3 separate regions of the Sus scrofa genome follow, and all the other regions are linked to region 1. A link is a contact called in public Hi-C and promoter capture Hi-C data. All regions are on one chromosome and are shown on one strand. Each heading gives the region's core, a stretch centred on a gene start, on an enhancer-like site or on the middle of the called end of the contact. The rest is flanking DNA. Distances are from core to core; before and after follow the strand shown. Region 1 holds the start of GSTA4 (glutathione S-transferase alpha 4). Region 2 holds the start of LOC100526118 (glutathione S-transferase A1-like). Region 3 has its middle 15 kb from the start of GSTA1.

Evidence for each region. Promoter capture Hi-C pulls out the DNA fragments that hold promoters and counts their contacts. Hi-C and Micro-C count contacts between places; a contact is called where the count stands out from the background.
Region 2: a contact with region 1 is called in a Hi-C map of liver, with 2.7 times the contacts expected there. The contact joins the promoter of LOC100526118 here to the promoter of GSTA4 in region 1. A contact is called at or near these places in 1 of 5 promoter capture datasets (liver) and 10 of 47 Hi-C or Micro-C datasets (embryonic fibroblasts, fetal liver, liver and 4 more).
Region 3: a promoter capture Hi-C map of fetal liver shows a contact between it and region 1, with 2.6 times the contacts expected there. The contact joins the enhancer-like site here to the promoter of GSTA4 in region 1. A contact is called at or near these places in 2 of 5 promoter capture datasets (fetal liver and liver) and 11 of 47 Hi-C or Micro-C datasets (alveolar macrophages, brain, embryonic fibroblasts and 4 more).

What each region holds. Positions count from the first base shown.
Region 1 is chr7:46,654,136-46,658,706 of Sscrofa11.1, reverse strand. GSTA4 (glutathione S-transferase alpha 4) reads left to right here and starts at 2,216. Exons shown (of 7, transcript NM_001243379.1): 1 at 2,216-2,309; 2 at 3,277-3,381. The coding sequence starts at 3,292. It overlaps ICK (serine/threonine-protein kinase ICK), which reads left to right. Exons shown (of 16, transcript XM_021098828.1): 16 at 1-36.
Region 2 is chr7:46,584,547-46,589,463 of Sscrofa11.1, reverse strand. It overlaps LOC100526118 (glutathione S-transferase A1-like), which reads left to right and starts at 1,325. Exons shown (of 7, transcript XM_003128792.4): 1 at 1,325-1,403.
Region 3 is chr7:46,533,315-46,537,688 of Sscrofa11.1, reverse strand. No RefSeq gene overlaps it. Among named protein-coding and RNA genes, the nearest start is that of GSTA1, 15 kb to the left of the region's middle. Within about 2 kb of position 2,533, at least 2 of the 83 cell types and tissues checked have an H3K27ac peak or open chromatin away from gene starts, as enhancers often do. A contact at or near this core is called in fetal liver, where this site is marked.

The sequences.
Region 1 (4,571 bases), core at 967-3,466:
GATTCTGCTCCAAATAAAGTTACAGTTTAAGAAAAATTGATGTGTGATCTGTTTTTGTTTTTACGTTCTATCAAATGATAACATTGCTATGTCCTAATTTGGAATTTGGATGATTTAAAACTTCTTAACGCTCAATATAGTGTTACTGCCGGGAAATTGGAAGCATATACGTAGACAAGCAGTAGGAAGGGTTATCTTGCAATGCAGAGGCCTTTTAAAATTAGCTTTAAGCAAAATAGATAATAAAAAAAATTAATATAAAAAATGTTTTTAAAAAAGCAGATGAAAACAATCTTTTTGATTTCATTATGATTAATATCTCACTTGTATTTTTCTAGCTTTCATAGTAAACGCATGTACAAAACAATGCTTCAAAAGAAGCTCATAACTTCATGAATTCTATTCAAGATTCCACAGGAAACTGATTTCCCAAACATTCTTAGACTCCTTGAAAGAATTTTGAGGAACATGATTTACAGATGAATCTTTGTTAGTGAATCTGTAGATTTGCCCTTCCTGGTTAGAACACCTTCACTGCCCCCACCCCCGACTATATAATTATTCCCTTTGCCCTAAGATTTTGGCATATGTTCCCCCACTACCATCTGATCAGATGCCCCACAGAGTCAAGCTCTCAGCCACCAAAACCTGCTGTTCGAATAGGGTCCAATACATTCAATCCTAGCTGTGGCTGTTGCTTCCATCTTCCCGGAGTATTTACTTATAAAAGCACCTCTTAAACTGTGATCTAAAGGTCTTGATTTTTGTCCAGGCGATTCGATTTACTACTGAGTGGGTGGGGAAGGGTCAAAGGCCGAGACAAGTGCCCGGGGCCTCTGAACATATATATCAGGTAGATAGAAAGACGTCTTGAGTGGGACTGTCCCAGGTTGAGAGCAACTGAGAGTCTCCAAGAATAGAATGATTTCAAGGCTTCCAAGGAACACGATGACATTAGGATACCTGCCATAGAATGGCAGAATTATTATAACAGGACTTTTTATATCTCCACAAGCCTGTGTAAAGACAGAGTCTTATGACACTCCTTTAGGTTTTCTTTCAGGTAAACAAGATTGCTAGGATGTGATCCCTAATTTATTAGTCTGGACGTGTGAAGTGAGCGATTCTGTACGTTAGGGGAAAAATAGTAAAATAGCAATATGATATGGCTCAAGCAACTAGAAATAAGGAAATGGAGATAAATGGCTTATCAGCAAAGGTGAATAATAATGTTTGTTCTACTTAGTTCAATGAGAGTGGAAAAAATTAGTAAGGAATGATCACCTTGAGCAGGTTTAGATATGGCTCCCTCTCCATGTTAAACTGTGTTAGATCAGAATGAGGAAGACGAAATTGAATATATATATTATTTGTATTCGAAAGTGACTTTTCTGGCTCGCATGCAAAATGAAGAAACATCTCTATTCACCGTGTCAAGGAATAAAGGAGGGGAAGGAGAAAGCAATACACAAAATGAGAGAAATTAAGTTCTACGTTTAATACGTGTACTTAATGCCTTTTGAAAATTTAGTCAAGATACCTGCTCTTGCAGTGTGTAAGAAAAAGAAAAGAATAATGTCAAAAGAATAAGTAAAAGAAAGGAATAATGTCAAAAGAAAGGCAGACTGCCACATGCAGCGCCTCATTTGGATGTGTCTGGAGTCTTGGAAGCTTGACTACCCTACGTTCTCCTACAAATGGACCTTGAGAGCTTGTTTGGAGGTTCTAGCAGGGGAGCGCAGCTACTCGTATACCCTTGACCGAAGAACGGTCCTCCTCTATCGGGGATGGTCGTCCTCTTCGACCGAGCGCGCAGCTTCGGGAGGGACGCACATGGAGCGGTGAGGGAGGAAGGGGACACCCGCCTAGCCAGCCAGATCAGCCGAATCAACCCTGGCGATCAATGGGGTGACAGATGTCGCAGCCAGATCGCCCTCACATCCGAGGCCTGAGGAAGGCCGCGCGGTATATAAACCTGAGGAAATTTGTGTCTTTCTGCATAGGCCGAGTTATTTATTGCACTAAATCGCTAACATGCCTTTCAAACTAAATCTAACTAACACTTAAAAGGTCAATTAATCCCTCAGATCGCTAAAATTTGGGTTTAAATGACGTGAATTGGGGTTACTTTTGTATTATCCAGCATGCCTTGCAGAATGGGTGGAGCATGCTAAATACTGCCGTCTCTATTGGCGAAATCCTCCGGAGCCTCGCCCACCTCGAGCATCTCCGGCAGCCCGCGGGTTCCCCAGCTGCAGACAGCTAGCGGGGGCGTTTTGTTCGGTTCCGGGCGCTCGGAGTGGACCCAGGTCTGTCTTTCTCTTGCTGCCCCCACCTGCCCTTTCCCCTCTTAACTGTTTTTCTCCTGGCTCTGAGCCTCTGACTCTCCCTCCATACCCTAAGTACCCTGCGCCCATCCTTCTCTCGTCTTTCTCTCCTAGGTCCTTTGCGCCCCCGCACCATCCGGGTCGGTGGGGCCCCCGGGCCGGGGTGGGGGTCTTGCTCGGCTCGATGTGGAATGATTTTTAACACTCTCTGTGGAGTTCGCAGCCCTGTAAGGGGAGGCAGGCTCGGATGGTCCCCGAGCCAGGCCACGCGGGCTGAGCAGCCACGCGAAGTGCTGGGGCCTGGCTCCGCGGCCCAGCGGTGGTTTGGTCGCAGCGGGGGCTGGGGGCTCGTGTCCTCGCCGGGAGCAGGCGGGGCTTGCGCGACCTAGGGCCGCTTTGCCCGCAGACGCAGGCCGTGCAAACAATAGTAATCTTTGGTCCATCCACCTCCCTGTTGCTGTGAGGCTCAAATCTGAATGCGTGTGGACGCGAATTCTTGCAGCTGTTCCATGGGTATGTTTCTTCTCCGCGGCCTGGGGTCTGGCCTGTCCGGGCCGAATTTGTGAAATCTCAGATTTTCAAGGTCAAAGTATATGATGTTCCTAATCTGCGAAGTCCCGTGTTGCTAGTACAGATGTCTTTCCAGCAACTGGCCTCAGCTTCCCACGATCCAGAGTGTGAAATCATAAATAGAAATGATATGAAAGCCAAGTGTGTGGGCTTATTTAAGGTTTTAAAATGGTGGTATGTTATTGTTGAGTGAGGGAAAACGCAGTGGTGGTGGGGGGGGGGGATATAAATAAAACCCCTTCCCTTCCAAACCACAGAAATCCAAAAAAACAATTTCTTGTGCCCAAATCTTGAATATTCATTTAGCGTCTGAGGACTGGGATGAGGACACGAAATTGAGGCAGTTCTTTTGCGAGGAGCTGCTGGGTTTGTTTTTCAGAAAAGCTGAAAAGCCATGATGGCTACGAAGCCCAAGCTCCACTATCCCAATGGACGAGGCCGGATGGAATCCGTGAGATGGGTTTTAGCTGCCGCAGGAGTCGAGGTACCTTCCCTACCAATTGCTGTTTCTGCACAAATTTGTCCTACAACGTTGGGACTTTCGAGGGAAATGTCAATGGGGAGCCCTGTCTTCTCCCTCTAATACTACAGACATGGTTCAACGAATCGGAAGAGCCCTTCCATAAAAGGATTTCTCTATTAAGAATGGAGTTGATGGAATTCTATTTTACTTTTAGCTTTTTCTTAATCATAGGCTTCTGATCTACCACCAATAAATATTTATTAATGAGGAGAAAAGGAATGAAGCTGCAATTTGCCAATTATACCCAGAATTTTGTGAATATAGAATATCTGAGTGAAGAGTTCCCGTTGTGGCTCAGTGGTTAATGAATCTGACCGAGAACCATGAGGTTTCGGGTTCTATCCCTGGCCCCGCTCAGCGGGTTAAGGATCCGGTGTTGCCATGAGCTGTGGTGTAGGTCGCAGATGCAGCTTAGATCCCGCATTGCTGTGGCTCTGGCGTAGGCCGGTGGCTACGGCTCCAATTCAACCCCTACCCTGGGAACCTCCATATGCCGCCAGAGCGGCCAAAGAAATGGCAAAAAGACAAAAAAAAAAAAAAAAAAAAAAATCTTAATTTCCTGTGTGCTTCTGTGGCTTCAAACTGACAGCCTTCCTGTCTTGTCTGCATACTTGTATGCTTTGGCCCACAGTGTTTTGGGTCTTGTTTTTATTCTGTTCCTGTAGCTCCTTATTTATGGAAACTTTCAGATACACACAGGTAGAGAGAACATTACCAGGAGTTCCTTGTACCTGTCACCCAGCTTCAACAGCCATCAGCTTTATGCTCATCTTGTTTCATCTGTTTCCTCTCCTCCACTTGCTTTGCTGGGAGTATTTTAAAGTAAAATCCAAACATCATATACTTCATCTGTGAGACTCCAGCTTTGATCTCTAAATGATGAGCATTTTAAAACATAACTACAACCATGATCACACCCAACACAATTAACAACAACTCCATGTTATCTTCTAATACTCAGTCTGATTGTTTCAAAGAGGCCTTGTTTCAGTCTAGATCTAAATCAGATCCACACAGTGCATTTGAAAACCTTTGTTTCAATATTCTAACACTCTGTAACATTTCCTCTGCATTAAAAAAAACCAAAAACTTCAAATTCAGTAATAATTTTAGGTGAATAGAAAAGTAATAAAGAGAAAACAGAATATACC
Region 2 (4,917 bases), core at 76-2,575, 68 kb after region 1:
GACATCGATATTGAATTCCTGGTTTTGATTGTCCTGTTATAGTTATGTAAGTTTTAACATCAGAGGAGACTAAGGTAAGGGTATTTGGAAAATCTGTACCGGTTTTGCAGTTTTTCTGTAATGTAGTTAACTTAATGTTTAATTAAGTTTAAATTAATGTAGTAATAATTTTAAATGGAATATAATCTATGATGTAGTTTCTCAAAGTTTAAAAGATATATATTAAAATATGTGTTGATGACATAAAATGAAGTCTGGGATTGCATTCAAATATTGCTAACAATTGTTAAACCAAATTCAAAGTTAAAAAAGAAAAAAAAGGGGTTTTCTGATGGCCTAGCAGATTAAGGATCTGGAATTGTTACTGCTGTGACTTGAGTCATTGTTGTGGCAAGGGTTTGATTCCTGGCCCAGGAATTTACACCTGCTGCAGGCATGACCAAAACAAAATTAAACTAAAATTTTTAAAAAGGTGATGATATGTCAAGGCCCCTTGCATACTTCTTCCTACATTATGGTAGAAATGTTCCATTAGAAAAAGATAAATTCTATATGTTTATGAAGTCCCTCTCTTGTGCTGGGCACTGTAGTCAACCATGAGCACTTGACAGTTCGCCCTCAAGGAGCTCACAGTCAACAGGGGGAGAGCAGATATTAATTATAAAAGGTTGAAAGAGTGATATGACAATAACTTTAAATGGAGTATAATCTATAAAAACATCACATCACTAGTATCACATTGTAAATCAACTATATTTCAATTAGAAAAAGAAAACTAGTGATATGGTAGAGGAAGCACAGTATGGCTGGGTGCATGGAGGCCAGAGTGTTCCAAGCAGAAGAAACAGTATGTGCAAAGGCCCTGGGGCTAGAGAGAAAAGCCAAAGCGCAATCAAGAAGAGAAGGATCTGCAGCTGAGCCCTTGCACCCAGATTGAGGACAACCTAGCCAGATTCTCATGGGGGATAGAATGGGGGCTGCAACCATATTCATCATGTAATCCTTTTTACAAATTTAGATTGCTATCTCCCTCTTCTTTCTACTATATCCTCCTTTCTGACATTCCCCCTCTCCCTACAAGATTTTTCCACCTGCTATAAACTTTGCAGCCAATTTTATGAAATCCTCCATAAGCGGTGTTTATAAAAATCTGGGGCAGCCAAATAAATCTGCAATCACTGTGAGTGCATTTATGGATCAAATGAAATGAAATATTGTTGATTTATCAATATCTTTGTGGGCTAGAATGGAATCCTGCGGTGCCTGGAAAGTTGTGGGAGGCTGTAACCTGTTGGACTCACTCCCTCCGGAGGGAGAGGGTTGCCGCAATATAAAAGCATCGAACATACACATAAGGACTGGCATTGAGGAGCTGAGCAGAGAGGCAGCTGGACTTCAATTAGGTTGGTAGTGACCTCGGAATTGTTACCCATTTTTTTCATGTCTCTCTTTCAAGAGGAAAATATTTTTAAATATGTTGTTTATGTGGGTACTGTGTCTTATTGTATCTTTTTGGTGTGCTCAGGAGACTGTTAACTATTGTTCACTGGTTCCTCAAGGACAAGTCTTTAGAGGAAAATAATCATCAAGACTTTAGAAAATGAGGACAGAGAATCTGATACTATGGGAAAACGAAGAGTGTTATCTGAAAAGAAAACCAACATGCCAGTGCCGGGAGGGATCTGTGAGCTCCTTCAGCATTGCTTTCTCTATCATAGATAGTGTGTTAGTGTGATTCATAGTGTGGTTCATACACTTACACTGGACTTAAATTTGGCAGGGTCGTACATTTGGGGAACTCAAACGATGAGCAATGATGAGAAACTATATCTGAGTGATGACGTGCCACTTGAACTGGTATCTACTATTCAGTAACCAGTCATCAATGCCTACGGGTCAGAATCTGCATGTCCACCTCCAGAGCTGGTATCACAGATGTGAGCTTGTTGTTCAGATGAGTTACTTTGGGACTGAGCACTAAGTAGCATGCTGCTTTCCCCTTTTTTCCTTTCTCTTCTTCTTCCCTTCCTCCTCTTCCTGTCCATGTTCTCCTCCTCCACACTCAAGGTTTTGGGGACCAAACCCCAGGCAGTGTTTCCTACCAAGAAAAGACTCAAGGAGTTCCCGTCATGGCGCAGAGGAAATGAATCTGACTAGGAACCATAAGGTTTCGGGTTCAGTCCCTGGCCTTGCTCAGTGGGTTAAGGATCTGGCTTTGCCATGAGCTGCGGTATAGGTGGCAGACAAGGCTTGGATCCTGTGTGGCTGTGGCTGTGGCTGTGGCTGGTAGCTGTAGCTCTGATTTGACCCCTAGCCTGGGAACCTTCACATGCTACAGGTGCAGCCCTAAAAAGCCAAAAAAAAAAAAGAAAAAAGAAAAAAAAAGAAAGAGAGAGAGAGAGAGAAAGAGAGGAGACTCAAAATTAAATTGCAAAGTGAATTTAAATGCATGGGGCTTTGAGGATAGATAGTAAATGCTTCTGGATTTATTTCTTAGGCAAATTCAAGAAAACAACGGCCTTCTTTTGAGCTGTCAGGTTCCCAGTCCAACAAAGAATTTGCAAATTGCTTCTATCTGCCAAGTTAAATATTCTCCTGAGCTACCCTGCCAAAGCCCGGTTCCAATTTTTTTTGCATAGTCATTATATTTGCACTACATGGGAGAGTTCTATTGTTTCTGATAGTTCTGTTTAAAGGGCATGATGCTGGATTTTATCATCAGTCTTGGTTAATGTATGACCATGATCCCAGTTTATATTTAATTATTCTATACTGTTATATTGCAAAATGGTAAGCCCTCTGATGGAAATACTTTAAAAAAAAAAAAAAAAGAAAGAAAGAATGTGTGGGTCTTGGGCTATCTAACCATTCCATGTCACACGGAAGGTGTCCTGAACTTTGAACAGTGTCCTGTACTAAAGACCATGACGGGGTCTCTGCTTTCTGGGAGTTCATAGCTTAGTGGGGGGCATGCAAACAGTAATCTCTGTGGGCTGTGAAAATTCAATAATAAAATAGATATAATAGAAAGAAACTAGTCTGAATGTCAGCAGGCCTAGGATCTAATCCAGACTTTACCAGTAACTAGCTAGCTGGTCAATTGCAAGCTCTCTCTGAGGCGCTGTGTATTCCTCAACTCTTGGAGTAGAGCTAGCTGACTTCTAGCTCTGTAACTCAGGAAGTCTTCAGGGGAGAGCTAGATACATCAGGGGAACAGAGAATTCGTTTTTAGACAGCACGTGAAGTTACCAAGTAGGAAGCAACGTAATGAGAGTCAGTGGTGCCCTGGAAGAAATGCCAAGTTACAAAGACTAAAACAAAGGCTTTTTTTTTTTTTTTCTTTTGTCTTTTTGCTTTTTCTAGGGCCGTTCCTGTGGCTCATGGAATTCCCAGGCTAGGGGTCTAATCAGAGCTGTAGCCACCAGCCCATACCAGAGCCACAACAAGGTGGAATCCAAGCCACGTCTGCAATCTACACCACAGCTCACAGCAACGCTGGATCCTTAATCCACTGAACGAGGCCAGGGATCGAACCCGCAACCTCATGGTTCTTAGTCAGACTCGTTAACCACTGAGCCACAATGGGAACTCCTAAAACAAAGGTCTTATTCTGAAGTCTCAGAATCTCAGCAACCCTGTGAAAAGTCACACTGGTGTTAAAGCTTCCAGGGCAAGATAGAAGTCATAGGAAAAAATTAAAATGGGCGCATGGGAGGGAGTTCTCCTGTGGTGCAGCATGTTAAGGATCCAGCTTGGGTCACTGCTGTGGCACGGGTTCAGTCCTTGGCCCCAGGAACTTCCGCATGCCCTAAGAATGGCCAAAAACAAAAAGGGGGGGGCGGTGGTGGTATGGGAGAGGATACTGAAATAGTAAGGAATATATGTGTGCATGTATCTTTTTGAATTATAGTTTTGTCCAGATGATAGGGATGGGATAGGATAGTTACACAGGTAGTTGTAGGAGTCCCAATAGAGGACCATAGATAGAGAAGAAAATCTAGGGAAATTTGGAAGACCACTATAAGTTAGTAATTGCTTAAGACAGCCACTGAACAAAGCAGGTTTGCTTAACTATAAAACCGTAAATGAAAGCATGAGATGTGCCTCAGGTCATTAGGTGAAAGATAAAATGAGGCCTGCATTCAAGTTCAACAAGATAATGATCCTTAGGACCAAGGACAGGAACTTAAGGGAAAGATGATGTTCCAAAGTAGGAGACCCTCGTTGTACGGAAACCTGAGATGATTCAACATAGTTTAGTGTCTGCTACCATCCTGCTGCTGATTTGAATAAGCGCCACGACAGTCCTAGTTTGACCTCGCAGGATCCAATACTCTCTTACTGGCCATGAAGGAGGGGCTAGGCATGTAAACCTGACATCTACTCTAAGAAAGAAGAAGAGGTGGTCTTTTCCCACTTTCCACTTTCCTTGATTTATAAAAGCATAGCCCACCTAATCCTTGGGGCAGTGCTTCTTTGCCTGCCTGCTTGCATCTCACAAGTGTCCTATCTTAATAAGTCTATTTCTTGCCTATCCCTTTGTCTCTTGATGAATTCCTTCTGTGTTGAGACACAAAGAACATGAACCTCAGCAAATCCAGACATGAGGTGAGTGATTCTAATTAAAAAAAAAAAACATGGGTTCAAATCCCAATCTGGTTTCTGGCTGGGTTTGAAACTCAGCCCATGCTTCAAGTTCCAATCTGGGTTCTGGCTAGGTTCAAGTCATAAGTGCTGTCAGTTTCACCCCGGAGTGGGACTGCTGGATCGTATGGTAGTTCTATTTTTAGTTTTCTAAGGAACCTCCGTACTGTTCTCCATTGTGGTTGTACCAATTTACATTCCCATCAACAGTGAAGGAGGATTTCCTTTTCTCCTCAGTACCTCTAGCATTTGTTTATTTACAGACTTATTAAA
Region 3 (4,374 bases), core at 1,284-3,783, 120 kb after region 1:
AGACGAAGCCGTGGATGTGGGCGGGGCGTGAAAGCACAAGGTGGGAGGGGCCATGAGGTGAGACCAGGGATTGGGTCCAGCGTCAGGAGGACTTTGATGGCCTTGGCAAGAAGTTTGGGGGTTGTCCTTAGGAAAACAGGGAGTCACCGAAGTGCAGCCATGCACCCTGCTTTACCAGCCTGTTGTACATCTCATCAAACCATGTCTTCCTATTTTTTAAAGAGTTTTATTTTTTCCATTATAGTTGATTTACAGCATTCTGTCAATTTTCAATTTCCACTGTACTTATATCTGGAATCTAATATACGGCACAAATCACCTCTTGTAGGCTAGGGGTCCAATCACCAGAGCTACAGCTGCCAGCCTATGCCACAGGCGCAGCCACGCAGAATCCGAGCTGTGCCTGCAACCACAGCTCACAGCAGTACCGGATCCACTGAGCAAGGCCAGGGATGGAACCCGCAACCCCATGGTTCCTAGTCCGATTCGTTTCTGCTGCGCCACAGCGGGAACTTACCAATCACGTCTTTAAATACTCAAGTACTCAGGCTTGCATCTCAGAATAGCAAGACCACACTCCCCACCCAGTCTGTTTCCCACGTTAAATTTGGGGCTTATCGGTTCAAGAAGTCAGGCAGTCCTGGGACCCATAGAAAGTCCCATCAGTCAGTCCTCTGCTGGGACACCCGTTTTTGCTGCCCTCTTCGCCCTCTGGAGTCCTGTGGTCCCACAGACTTCCTGAATCGAGGAAGTTGGCTCCACACTGGCCATCAGTCCTTGGGCTCCACCACTGCAGAGGGAAGGAAGGGAAGGCTGTCACCCAGGCTTGGGACCTCCAGTGATAGATGGAGATACAGAGTCATTTCCCCCTGGAGTCACTGTTCAGGAGGGTCTGGGACAGTGATTTCTAGCCTCAGCCACCTACTCAGCCGGTTTCTCCTGGCTTCCCCTCCACCATCCCCCCGCCCTCCCCCCCCATCCTCTCGCCCCACCGGGGGAAATCTGGGATCCATGGGGTTGAGCCCAGGGCCTTAGTCCTGACTGCCCATTTTCACAGGGTAAACTTCCCACTGTTGAGCGGGGGCAGCAGACAGAGGCACGGAACTTTTCTGTCCTTCATTGTTAGGCCAGCTCAGCCCAAGTTGTGCAGAGCTTTCCTTCCGGGAGCCTTCCAGGCCCTCTGCACACTTGCCTGCTCTCTCTCTACCTCTGACTCCTCAACAAGTCCTTGCAAGGAGGAGAGGCCTTTGTTTTCCATCCCTCCAGCAATACATTCTTATACCCTTGCTCTAAACAGAGGTTCTCCACCTCCTCACACCTGGCCTTCTCCAGGTCATACTACATATTTTATCATCCCTTTTTATTAGCCTGAAGTGAACTTCATTGGACTGACTCAATGTGGCTGGTGCTGTGAATACAGAAAGAATAATATCAGCTTAACCCAAAAAGGGTGCCTGGGAAGGGGGGAGTGGTGCATCTGAAGTTTGGGGTTATCAGATGCAAATTATTATGTATAAGATGGATAAACAACAAGGTCCTATCTTATAGCACAGGGAATTGTATTCAATATCCTGTGATAACCATAATGGAAAGGAATATGAAAAAGGAATGTGTGTATATATGCATAACTGAGTTGCTTTGCTGTACAGCAGAAATTAACACATTATAAATTAACTATACTTCAGTTTTTTTAAGTAAGGGTGGCTGGGGAGAGTTTAATGAAATGCCCATTTACAAAGCTGGGGGTGGGATTAAGATACTGCAAGAGAAGTTGATGCATCTGGGGCCTTTGCCTGACCGGCACACCTGCCCCCCCCCCCATAGGACAAAGGCAGAAAGCAGTAGAGGACCTAGGAATGCATGGGTGCAGGAAAGGGCCACTTGGACAGGAGCTGATGACCTTTCTAGAGCAAGGCATCCCCTGCTAGCTCAAACAGTCCAGAATATTTAAACAGTATAAAAAGGTCACAGATGATGGGAATTATCACAACGATTTGTGACTGGTCTGCACTGTAACTTTATCCATTTTTATGCTCTCCATGGTTTAGTTAGAAAACAAAGGGAAATTTATTTTTTAATTTTTGGCATGTAAACTGATTTATATATTAATTTATATTTACTATACCAAATGTTAAATATTTTGAATACCACTCCTGGGGAATCCGTGACACAAACACATAAAGATATTTGTTACAAAGTAATTTTCAGTGGAGTTGATCCCTACACCATCCACCATTTTCATGGAGAGATTTTACATATACATACACACACACACATACACATACATACATACATATATACGTAAGTAGATTTCTCCAACTGTCCTGGAAGGATTGGGTCAGGATTTGAGCTAGCATATAGAGCAACTTGCCAATTTTCCAAACTCTTCTTGAAGAACAAATCTGTATCAGAAACATTCTGCCAACCAGCGCTGCTCAGACAAGGCAGCTGTGTATCGGCACAATATTAATCTCTGTTGACCGATCCATCTTGCCTCCTACCTGCTCTCCACAACATTTGTTCAGCTCTCCTTTGCACACAACAGCTATGTTTGAATATGATGTCCTTTGAGACTTTCGACATAGTTGTGACATTCTAAGTCCACAGGCCAGATTTCCAGGAGAAAAAAAAATATTTAGACTCTGACTCAGGAATTGATAAAAATCTTCTTAGGGATTATGGTTCCAATAAATGATATGTAAAGGACTTTATTCATTGTTTTAGTCCATAAATGTTTACTGAGCCCTGCATTTATTTTGGGCCCTGCATTTTTTTTTTTTTTTGGACTTTTTGCCATTTCTTGGGCCGCTACCTCGGCATATGGAGGTTCCCAGGCTAGGGGTCTAATCGGAGCCACAGCAACTCGGGATCCGAGCCGCGTCTGCAACCTACACCACAGCTCACGGCAATGCCAGATCGTTAACCCACTGAGCAAGGGCAGGGATCGAACCCACAACCTCATGGTTCCCAGTTGGATTCACTAACCACTGCGCCATGACAGGAACTCCTGGGCCCTGCATTTTTTTAGGCACAGAGGATGCCATGGTACTTATAAGAGCATTTTCCTGCTCAGACAATGGGTAAATAAACCCATTTTAAAAGTTAGTTATGGAAGTTCCCTGGTGGCCTAGCAGTTAATGATCACTGCTGTGACTCACATCCTTGCTATGGTGCAGGTTCAATCCCTGGCCTGGAAACTTCCTCATGCCATGGGCACAGCCAAAAAAAAAAAAAAGGTAGTTATGAAGTTAGTTATGGTTAATGATGAATGTTATGAAGAAAAAGAAAGTGTGGTGGGTGGTGCCAGCATGAGAAGACCCAGGGTAACAGGCTCTGAACCAGAGGGACCAGGGAGGGCAAGGGCCTTGGTCAGGAACAACTTTTTATTTCAGGCACCTTGGGCAGGCAAGTGCCGAGGGAGTGTGATGAGGACATATAAAGGACGAGGTCAGAGAGCAGGCATGGGTGTATCAGCTGCCGTGTAACAAATCACCCCACAGTTCAGTGACATACAGCAACAAATATTTATGATTTGAGACCATTTCTGAGGGTCAGAGAATCGGTAGCAACTTAGCTGAGTGGTTCTGGGGCGGGACCTCCCAGGAGGCTGCAGTCAAGCCCTCAGCAGGGGTTGCATTCATCTGAAAATTTGACCAGGGATGAGGATCCAATGCCAAGATGGGGCACTCACATGGCAGAGGCCTCCATTCTTGTTTGCTTCCTCACAGGGCTGCCTGAGTGTCCTCATGACAGATCTGTTAATTTTCCCCCGAGCAAGCAGACCGGGAGAGAGCAGGACGGAAACAGCAATATCTTTTATGACCTAGCTTCCGATGACAGTGGTAGCTTGAGGAGAGCATCTAGGATGAGGGACAAGGGAGGGAGCCAGCCAAGAAGTCTGATAAAGAAGCATCTGTGAAGCAGGGGAGAGCCAGGAAGTGTGGCATCCCAAAGCCAAGAAACTGAAGAGTGAACGCAGAATTAGGTGACATGAGGCCACTGCTGGCCTTCGGAGAGCCAGTGGGGTGGGTTCTCGTGGAAAGGAAGATGTAGAGACAGCCGCTACCGATAGTCCTTTTGAGAAGGTTTGCTCCTAAAAAAGGCAGATGAGTGGGACTGGAGACTTCATCTGCAGCCCAGGAAAGAAAGGAAAACTAAGTAGGTTGGGCTCCGTTACATTTGTCATTGTGGGAAGTCAGCCAAGAATGGCCAGCGGAGGTGAGTACCACAGCTACAGAGCACCGACAGCACCAAGTCCTTGGTCCCCAGGGAATGAACGGGCGCCATCTAGTGCTCAGCTCCAGAGACTGACCTTGGGCAGCAAAGGCAGCACCTGGCAGGACAAACCGGATAAACCCCAAGAGTGTCAGGACC